Linked DNA regions of Mus musculus: regions 1 and 2 are each linked to region 3. A link is a contact called in public HiChIP or PLAC-seq data. All regions are on one chromosome and are shown on one strand. The core of a region is the stretch at or near the end of the contact, and the rest is flanking DNA. Distances in the headings are between cores, read along the strand shown.

What was found. HiChIP or PLAC-seq counts read pairs in DNA pulled down with a chosen protein or histone mark.
Region 1: a contact with region 3 is called in an H3K27ac HiChIP or PLAC-seq map of microglia, with 7 times the contacts expected there. The contact joins two enhancer-like sites. A contact is called at or near these places in 2 of 115 datasets of contacts at active chromatin or transcription factors (memory CD8 T cells and microglia) and 2 of 9 other capture datasets (adipose tissue and liver).
Region 2: a contact with region 3 is called in an H3K4me3 HiChIP or PLAC-seq map of bone marrow-derived macrophages, with 3 times the contacts expected there. The contact joins two enhancer-like sites. A contact is called at or near these places in 3 of 115 datasets of contacts at active chromatin or transcription factors (bone marrow-derived macrophages, memory CD8 T cells and microglia) and 2 of 9 other capture datasets (adipose tissue and embryonic stem cells).

The regions. Positions count from the first base shown.
Region 1 is chr6:97,320,074-97,323,139 of GRCm38.p6, forward strand. The region is part of intron 11 of Frmd4b (FERM domain containing 4B); the gene reads right to left. Among named protein-coding and RNA genes, the nearest start is that of Gm32191, 69 kb to the left of the region's middle. Within about 2 kb of position 1,293, at least 61 of the 459 cell types and tissues checked have an H3K27ac peak or open chromatin away from gene starts, as enhancers often do. A contact at or near this core is called in memory CD8 T cells and microglia, where this site is marked.
Region 2 is chr6:97,233,700-97,236,443 of GRCm38.p6, forward strand. No RefSeq gene overlaps it. Among named protein-coding and RNA genes, the nearest start is that of Gm52868, 13 kb to the left of the region's middle. Within about 2 kb of position 1,337, at least 18 of the 459 cell types and tissues checked have an H3K27ac peak or open chromatin away from gene starts, as enhancers often do. A contact at or near this core is called in bone marrow-derived macrophages, where this site is marked.
Region 3 is chr6:97,462,940-97,465,751 of GRCm38.p6, forward strand. All of the region lies in intron 1 of Frmd4b (FERM domain containing 4B), which reads right to left. Among named protein-coding and RNA genes, the nearest start is that of Frmd4b, 23 kb to the right of the region's middle. Within about 2 kb of position 1,407, at least 108 of the 459 cell types and tissues checked have an H3K27ac peak or open chromatin away from gene starts, as enhancers often do. A contact at or near this core is called in bone marrow-derived macrophages, memory CD8 T cells and microglia, where this site is marked.

The DNA.
Region 1 (3,066 bases), core at 43-2,542, 140 kb before region 3:
AAAAAAGGGTTTACCAGTAGGGAATAGGGACTGAAAACAGGAACTTCTAGTATCCCAGGATTGCTTTCAATACCCTTCCCTGTCGGTATAAAAATATTTCACATGCTCTCTTTAATTGTTTACCTCCCTCCCTCCCGAGGAATGATTTTTCTTTATCTGGTGATAGCTGTTTATCAGGCACGGGGCCAGAATATAATCTCATTCAGTTCTCACACCCTCCCCTTCAGCTAGTGGGATTACAGTTGTGCAAGATGAGGAAGACACCTTTAAAGAGATGAAAACTGTACCGAGGAACGCAAGGCAAATAAGCACTAGGGATATAGCTCAGTGGGAGAGTGCTTGCTAAGCCTGCTGGAGTCTCTGTGGTTGGAGACTCCGCATGGCAAAAATACTCACAGATATCTGTACAAACACACACAACTCCTTTTTTTTTTCGAATTTTCGAGACAGGGTTTCTCTGTATAGCCCTGGCTGTCCTGGAACTCACTCTGTAGACCAGGCTGGCCTCGAACTCAGAAATCTGCCTGCCTCTCACACACAACTCCATACACAGAACCAAGATCACAGAGACAATAGACATCAGGGCCAGGATGGAGGATGGCCCCTCAACTCTTGGGCTGCGTCATGGTGCTTCACTGATGGAAAACCACTTGGACCCCTGCCCAACCCCAAGAGTGACAAAAACTTAAAGCTAGAATAAATGAAGAATGCTTGCTAGTGCCCTGGTAGTAAGTCAAACATGGCCCCAACATCTAGAGGCAATAATTAACAGACATTATCTAAAAGGGCTAGCAGGCCTTTACCAACAGGCCTTAAACAACCCCTTTTAAAACCAGCCTTTTGGCACAAGTCTCTGATTCTTGGTCCGTCTCTCTCCTGGTTTGCTTTTCCATCAACAAGGTAGGCACACGGCCATTAATTTGTCAGCATGACCTCGATTCTTTCCTGGGCATTGGAGAACTTGCTGCCTGCCCAGATGCTGAAGCATGAGCCTTCTTTTGTGTGGGTGCTCACAACCCTTTAAACTATGCATCCTTTTAGCGTGTGCAAGCTGGCCGGGAAAGGGCCTTGCAGAACACACTCCTGTCCCCGGCTCAAATCAACAGGTTACAGAAAGCAAGATCCACCATCAGATTTCAACAAACGAAAGCAGGGTGCAAACCACAGCCTAGAGTGGACCCCTGGAATGACGGAGGAGAGGAGGGCAAGCAAGAGACACCACAAGGAGAGAGCTAACATCCTGTCAGAAGTGAGAAGCCAGTGTTGAAAACGGAAGAGGAAAGCTGCAGCCTGATAACAGGACGTGGCTGCTGGGCCTAGTCTAGACTCTGGACGGAAGAAGCCAGCCTGATTGTGATCGGCCTGAGGCAGTGGATACAGAGCTGTGAATGTGAGGGAAGGCTTTTGCGAATCAGGAGCACTATCGAGGAAATGAAGTTCAGCATTGCTGTGAGAATCTGACGCACCATTACGTGGGGGGAAAAAAATCTGATGGCTTGTTTTTGTTTCTTATGCACTGCAAACCCACATTTATTAAGGAGAGGGGAGAAAGAACTCTGAGAGTGGAAAGAAGGCTGAGATTCATTCTCTCTCTCTCTCTTTCTCTTTCCCTCTCTCTCTCCCCTCTCTCTCTCTTTCTCTTTCTCTCTCTCTCTTTAAAGAAACACTTCCAATGTTGTGAGAATTTTGGGACTTCTCAGGCCGTACTAGGTGATTATAGGTTGACTTGTGAGTTGGCCTAAGGTCTATTTTGCACACAAGTTGAGTAAAACCTAACAAGACTCTTGCGTGTTCTTTACTAAAAAGGTAAAAATTCAGGACAGACTAGTGGGCAGAAACATAGTACTATGGGTGAGCTATGCCTTAAGAAACCATGACTGGCAGTGGCTTGGCTAGGACTCTTTATTATTCCCAGTACCCCAAGCCCACTGCCCCACCCACAGTGGAAGCTGTAATGGCCTTCAAAAGACAATTGGTAGCTAGGTGTGTTGACTCGCACCCGTAATCTCGGAATTGGGTGGAGGGTGGCCGGGAGGATCGTGAGAGAGAATCTGTTACAAAGATTATGTGTTTCCATATAATGGAACTTGCGGAAGCTTAAAAGGTGGCAAGAGGGTTGGGGAAGCAGCGCTTGCCTGGCTTTTGCAAGGCCCCGGATCTGATCGGCAGCATTCCTTACTCCAGTGTTGTTCACAGGGCTGACAAGAGCCTGCCAGCCAGCTGATGACAAACACAGGAGGATGTGGTGGTTGGAGGCTGCCTTGTGGCTTTTGTTAACGCTTCTCTAACAAAGCAGCCCCAAAGCCCGACTAGTCTCACCCAGCAGAGCGGGATGAGCAGGGGAAGGGAGGCCATGCTCTGCCCAACGCAGCCTTTCCTATTATCCGTGTTAATGACACAACCGTGGAGTGGGGACAAGAAAGGTCCTTGGCTTCCATAACGTAAGGACGATTGTGAGCATTGCTCGATGGTAGAAGGAGTCTCAGAAGACACAGAGCAAGGTTAGTTTCCAGGGTTGCTTTAGGAAGAACGCAGCAGAAGACAGGTGGATGTGTAAGAGTTATTTTCAACCGTGATGCTGGGTTGTGATAAGGCAGGTGAGTTAACCATAGTTTGTTATTAAGAGGCCACTGTTTCACTCTGACAGCCTGCAGGGATGGCAGCAGAGCGGAGAAAGGAAGAGTGGGAGCCTCACCCAGAACAGCGTGAGTCGGTTTTATCTCACTGTACATGGCGAGACCAACGGCCACTGGACGGTGAGCAATACAGATTCATCAAATCGTAATAGGTGGCACCGTGCATCGGCTGCACTTATACTTGAGATGAGAATAGAAGTTTCATAAATAAGGTTTTCCCCCTTACTTTTAATTTTTTTTGAGATAGTGTCTCATATAGCTCAAGCTGGCCTTTAACTCAGAACATAATAATTGAGTATGACCTTAGCTTCTGATTCTCTTATCTCTGTCTCTCACATACCAGGATTACAATGATATAATGATAAATAGTAACTTATTTAGATTTGGAAAACCCAAATTTGATAGATTCTGGCCCTTTAACCCATTAATT
Region 2 (2,744 bases), core at 87-2,586, 230 kb before region 3:
TTATGGCTCATATATTAAGAAATAGATGACATGTGGGTGTTTGCCAGTTGGGTGATTTCACAGGTGAAATAGAAAACACTTAGGTTTTCCTAACATTGAAAGGATAACTGGTGGGGCCTTTTCCAAAGCCCTTCTGTGTGTCCTAAATAGCCCATGACCACCCTGGCAGCTCTGATGTCTTGTGGTTTAGCCTCTCAGTCGACATGAAGCCTTATCTTGAGCCCAGAGCTTCAGATAGGGTTTAGAATCTGTAGCATTACCCAAGTAGGAAGAATAAAATTGGAAGCATTTTAGTGAGACTTTATTCAATGTATATCTGTGCTAAATATCAAAAACTTGGCAATATCCTGGAAAAAAACTGAAAAAAAACTTAATACTTCTACCTTGTATTTTGAAAGCTGTTTAATAAAACCCATTATAGGTGTTTATTTGAAGCTAGAAAAACAACTGAAGTTTGGCAGAATCTTTTAAACTTGCTATGGGTTTATATGCATTTAAACCCTGTGATGGTTTGTATGTGCTCGGCCCAGGGAGTGGCACAGTTAGAAAGTGTGGCCTTGTTGGAATAGATGTGTCACTGTGGGCATGGGCTTTAAGACCCTCACGCTAGCTGCCTGGGAGACAATATTCTGCTATCAGCCTTCAGATGAAGATGTAGAACTCTCACCTATCCTGTACCACGCCTGCCTGGATGCTGCCCTGTTCCCACTTTGATGATGATGAACTGGTCCTCTGAACCTGTAAGCCAGCCCCCATTAAAAGCCATCCTTATAAGAGTTGCCTTTGTCATGGTGTCTCTTCACTGCAGTAAATCCTTAACTAAGACACCCCCACACACACACTTTTTGTTTTGGGGTTTTGGTCTTTGGGTTTTTGTATTTGTTTTTTTGGAGGGGGGTTCAAGATGTTTTCTCTGTGTAACAGCTCTGGCTGTCCTGAAACTCACCTTGTAGACCAGGGTGAGTCTACAAGATTCACCTGCCTCTGCTGTGGGAGTGCTGGGATTAAAGGCGAGTGCCCAGCACCAAACCCCATCCATTTTAATGTCATATATTCTGACACAATTGTCATGAATTTGTAGGAAGCGATAGCTTGAAATTTAAAAAGGTATTCAGTGCAATTTCCAACAGCCAGTAATCAAGCCCAGAAAGATGACTTCTTAGTTTCCCTTCCTGGTGCTGTGATAAAATACTCCGCCTAATGAAAGAGGCTACGGTAGAAAGGACCAATTGTTAGGCACTGATTTATTGATCTGTTTAGTGATTTACTTACATTGCTGCCTGGAACAGAATGACCTGGAGAGACAGTTGAAACAAGGGAGCATTGTCCATACCAACCTGCTGACTGGCACTTCTGTAAAATCTTGCTTGTTTGCCCTGTACATCCTTGTGGTTTCAAAGCTGTGGTTCACACCCTTCCTAATGTTGTGACCCTTTAATGTAGTTCCTAAAATCAGGGTTGCTGTTTCAGAGTCTAAAACGAGAATACAAACTGGACCCAGGACTGAGGCGTTTCACAAGATGTCCTGGCTTCAGTCTACCAGTGACATCTCCTCTCTTCCACTCTCATTGGTGTCAGGGTGCTTATTCCACAAAGATTCCTGCACCATGAAAGTAACTTAAGAGAGAAAAGGTTTATGCTAGCTTACAGGTCAAGGAAGGTACAGTCTATCACCGTGGGAAAGTAAACGCAATAGGAGCCTAAAGTTGCTAGACTTACTACACCCACAGTCAGAGGCAGGAAGTGATGAGTGCATGCTGTCGTCCAGCTCCACTTTCATCTAGGGAATGGTGCCACCCACAGTGGGCGGATCTTCCCACTTTAATGTAATCAAGGTAATTCTCAGCTGGTATGCTCAGAGGTCTGTCTCCCAGGTGATTTCAGATTCTGTCAAGTTGATAATGAACACCATCAATCACAGAAAATAACAGGAAAAAAAAACCCATGGTGTATAAATACCATATTTTTTAAATTTACATTTATTTATTTTGTTCATGTGAAGGTCAGAATACAATGTATGGTAATCACTTCTCTCCTACTGTGTGCGTTCTGGTTGTTAGCCCTTGGCAGCAAGCATGCTTACCTGTTGAGCCATCTCACTGACCCTAATACTACCTACCTCTTAAAACAAATTAAAACCGTAGATAAACAAAGAGCACAGTGGGAACTGCTTTCTCTCTGTGTGTCTCCCTTGACCTTGATTTGATTTCTGGAATCCATATAACGGGGGAAGGGGAAAGCTGATTCCACTGAGGGGTCCTCTGACCATAACCTATCTATGACATGCATGTGCATGCTCTTACACACACAGCTAAAAATAACACTTTTGAAGGGGATAACAAAGCTATTATCTGATGGCTATTTTTTTAAAAATTGCTTAGCTGAAAACTACATAAATGTGTCCACTTTTGTATTCTCTATCTTTAAAACCAAAACCAAACCAAACCAGAAAGTCCAGAATTTTTTCATAATTTGTTCTTCCTACGATGAACTGTTTCTAGTTTGTTCCACTAGAGCAGCGGTTCTCAATCTGTGGGTCTTGACGCCTTTCACAGGGGTGGCCCAAGACCATCCAAAAACACAGGTTTAACTTTACAATTCACAGCAGTAGCAAAATTACAGTTATAAAATAGCAATAAAACTAATTTTATAGTTGGAGTGTTGTGCCAGGAAGATTTTATGAACCCCAAAAGACCACGAAAGAGCCGACTTCAATGTAAAGCAGCCCTGAACTCTCATTGAGA
Region 3 (2,812 bases), core at 157-2,656:
GGGACAAGCATCTCTTCCATACATACTGTCTTCTGTTCTTCATTGATGGCAATCGACAACCACGTGGAGTGCTCATTTCTTAAGTTTTCGTTCATGACAAGGACTATGACATTGGTTCTTCACAAGGTGCCAGGCACCAGAGCTGGTATTATGGGTGTTCAGATTAGCATTGTGGTTGCACAGGATCCCAGACTCATTAGGACCTCATGCTTGATGTGTTTCTTCTTTACCACGGCTCTTTTCCCCCCTTTGAGATAGTTTCTCTGTGTAGCTCTGGCTATCCTGGACTTCACTCTGTAGACCAGGCTGAACTTGAACTTAGAGATCTGACTGTCTCTGCTTCCTAAGTGCTGGAATCAAAGGCATGCTCCACTACCACCCAGCCATTATACTTCTTCTTCTTCTTCTTCTTTTTTTTCCATTACACTTCTTAATACTATTGTTATTATTTTGTGTTGATTGGGCTCAAACTAAGGGCTGTGTGTTGGCTGGGCAAATGTTCTACTTGTCAAGTACATCTCCAGCCCTTGTATTTTTGAGACAGAGTCTCAAACGTCTTGTCTTGAACACGTGACCCTCCCTCCCTCTGCCTCCCAAATATGGGAGTTACAGGTCCTGCCATGCTTGACTCTTGTTGAATAAGGAGTTGTGTGTTTTCCTTTTGCATAGGGACTCTCTGCCTGGCATTGTGCTGAGCAGGAGAGGCAAGGACTATGACCACAAGTCATGATAAAAATGAGGGCCAAGGACCCTGCCCAAGGCAGCTGCTTGCAGGGACGTGGGCTGAGCATAAAGCGTGTCTACTATGCTCAGGGCTACGCAGTATGGCACCTGGGAAGCTCTCAGCAGCTACTGAATGAAAAAGAACTTCTGTTTAAAAAGGAAAATCACCAACTACAGAAAATGAATTCATAAGTTCCTAAAACTGGGGCTGATAACACTGAAAGTTTATTTAAGGTCTCCCTGCGATCACATGCTACAACCGTTGGACTGGACAGTACGCCGTGTCCAGGAAAAACAGCTCCGATGGAAAAATCTGTTACTCATGTTCTCCTCCAGGCAGAAAAAGAGGGAACTTTCTTGCACAGGGCGGGTTCTTGCTTTCTTAACCACAAATGGAAAAGCCGAGGTGAAAAGCTTGGGGGAGAGCGGCAGGCATCCGGGCTTCTCAGGACTGTCTTACAGCAAGAGGCCAAAGGCACGTGCGGCACTGGACACAAACTGTAAAATCTAATAACTTCCTCATGTTTGGAAAAATAAAGACAAAGAGGCCTTTGAACACCGTGTTTGAAGTCCACTTCACACACAGGGACAGAGACCCAGAGCACTCAGTGCTAGGAGCCTCCCAGCTGGGGGTAAGAAAACGGACTCTGCACCCAGGGTCCGGATTCCCAAGCAGGGACTTTCACAGAGGTTGCACAGACAATGCGAAGAAAGTGGCATGACCTTCCACGCAGCCTTCAATCTCACTTCCTTCCTGGCTTTCTGCAGAATCTGATTTTTTTTGTTCTGTTTCGGTTTCCCCTTTCTCTGCCCATTTGCAGTGCTTTGAAAAAAAAAAACTATCCCCTCCTCTTTCTCCTACCCCTCCTCCTCTCCCCTCTCCTCCTCCTCTTCCTCCTCTACTTCTGACACAGGGGTCTTCTCTATATAGCCAGGCTAGCCTTAAGTTAGAGTTACTCCTATCTAAAATGATTTTTTTTTAACGAAGGAAGACTTTATTTAGGGTACACACAGTGGCTGAACTGGCATCACTCACTGTATCCGTTTCTGCACACACCTTTTAATCTGGCCACTCTTGAGACATCTAAATCAGTAGTTCTCAAATCTGTGGCTCTCGACCCCCGCAGGGTCATATAGCAGATATCCTGCCTATCAGATGCTTACAGTACGCTTCATAGGGCAAAATTACAGTTATGAAGTAGCAATGAAATAATTCTATGGCGGGGGCGGGGGTCACCACAACATGAGAAACTGTGTTAAAGGGTCACAGCATTAGAAAGGTTAAGAGCCACTCTCTTTATTATTCCCTCCTTTCTGTCCTCTGGGTCATTGTAAACCAAATCTACAACTCTGGGTAATTTTGTCTGTAAAGATTTCAATATAAAAGATCATGACATTGTTTTTAAATATAAACCCAGATAACTAAAAGAAAAAAAATCTCACTATCTTCACATATCTGTTAAGAGTTCAGATTTCCAATTGATTGATAATGTTCCTTATTTGCTTATTTTTGGGTCAAGGTCTCACTATGTAGTACAACTTGGCCTCAAACTCATGACTACCCTGCCCCAGCCTCTGGAGTACTAGGATTATAAATGTATTTGACTGCATCTGTTTCCAATTCTTTCCCTCTCCTTCTCGCCTTACATCTCCGTCTCCCTCTTCTTCTCTGTCTGAGTCAGGGTCTCTCTATCTCTCTATATAAGCCCTAGCTATTCTGGAACTATCTATGTAGAAACACTGGCTTTGACCTCACAGAGATCTGTCTGTCTTTGCCTACAGAATGTGCTGGGATTAAGGGTGTATACTACCATGGGTGGCCTCACTCCTCCCCAAACCCACTTTGTTGGACATAATATCCAAAAACAGAAACCATAGTTTGACACAGGCCCACATTTCTCTTAGATTTTAGGTAATCTATAGGTACCCCCATTGTTATTTATTTACTGAAGATGTGGAGCTGTTTAGCCCATCAATTCTCAGACCACCCAGCTTGCTGACTGTGTTTCTAAGGCATCTACTGTGGTTCCTGAAGGCCTTGGCTTCTGGCTGGATCCTTTAATCAGGATTGTCTCTTAGATCCTATAGC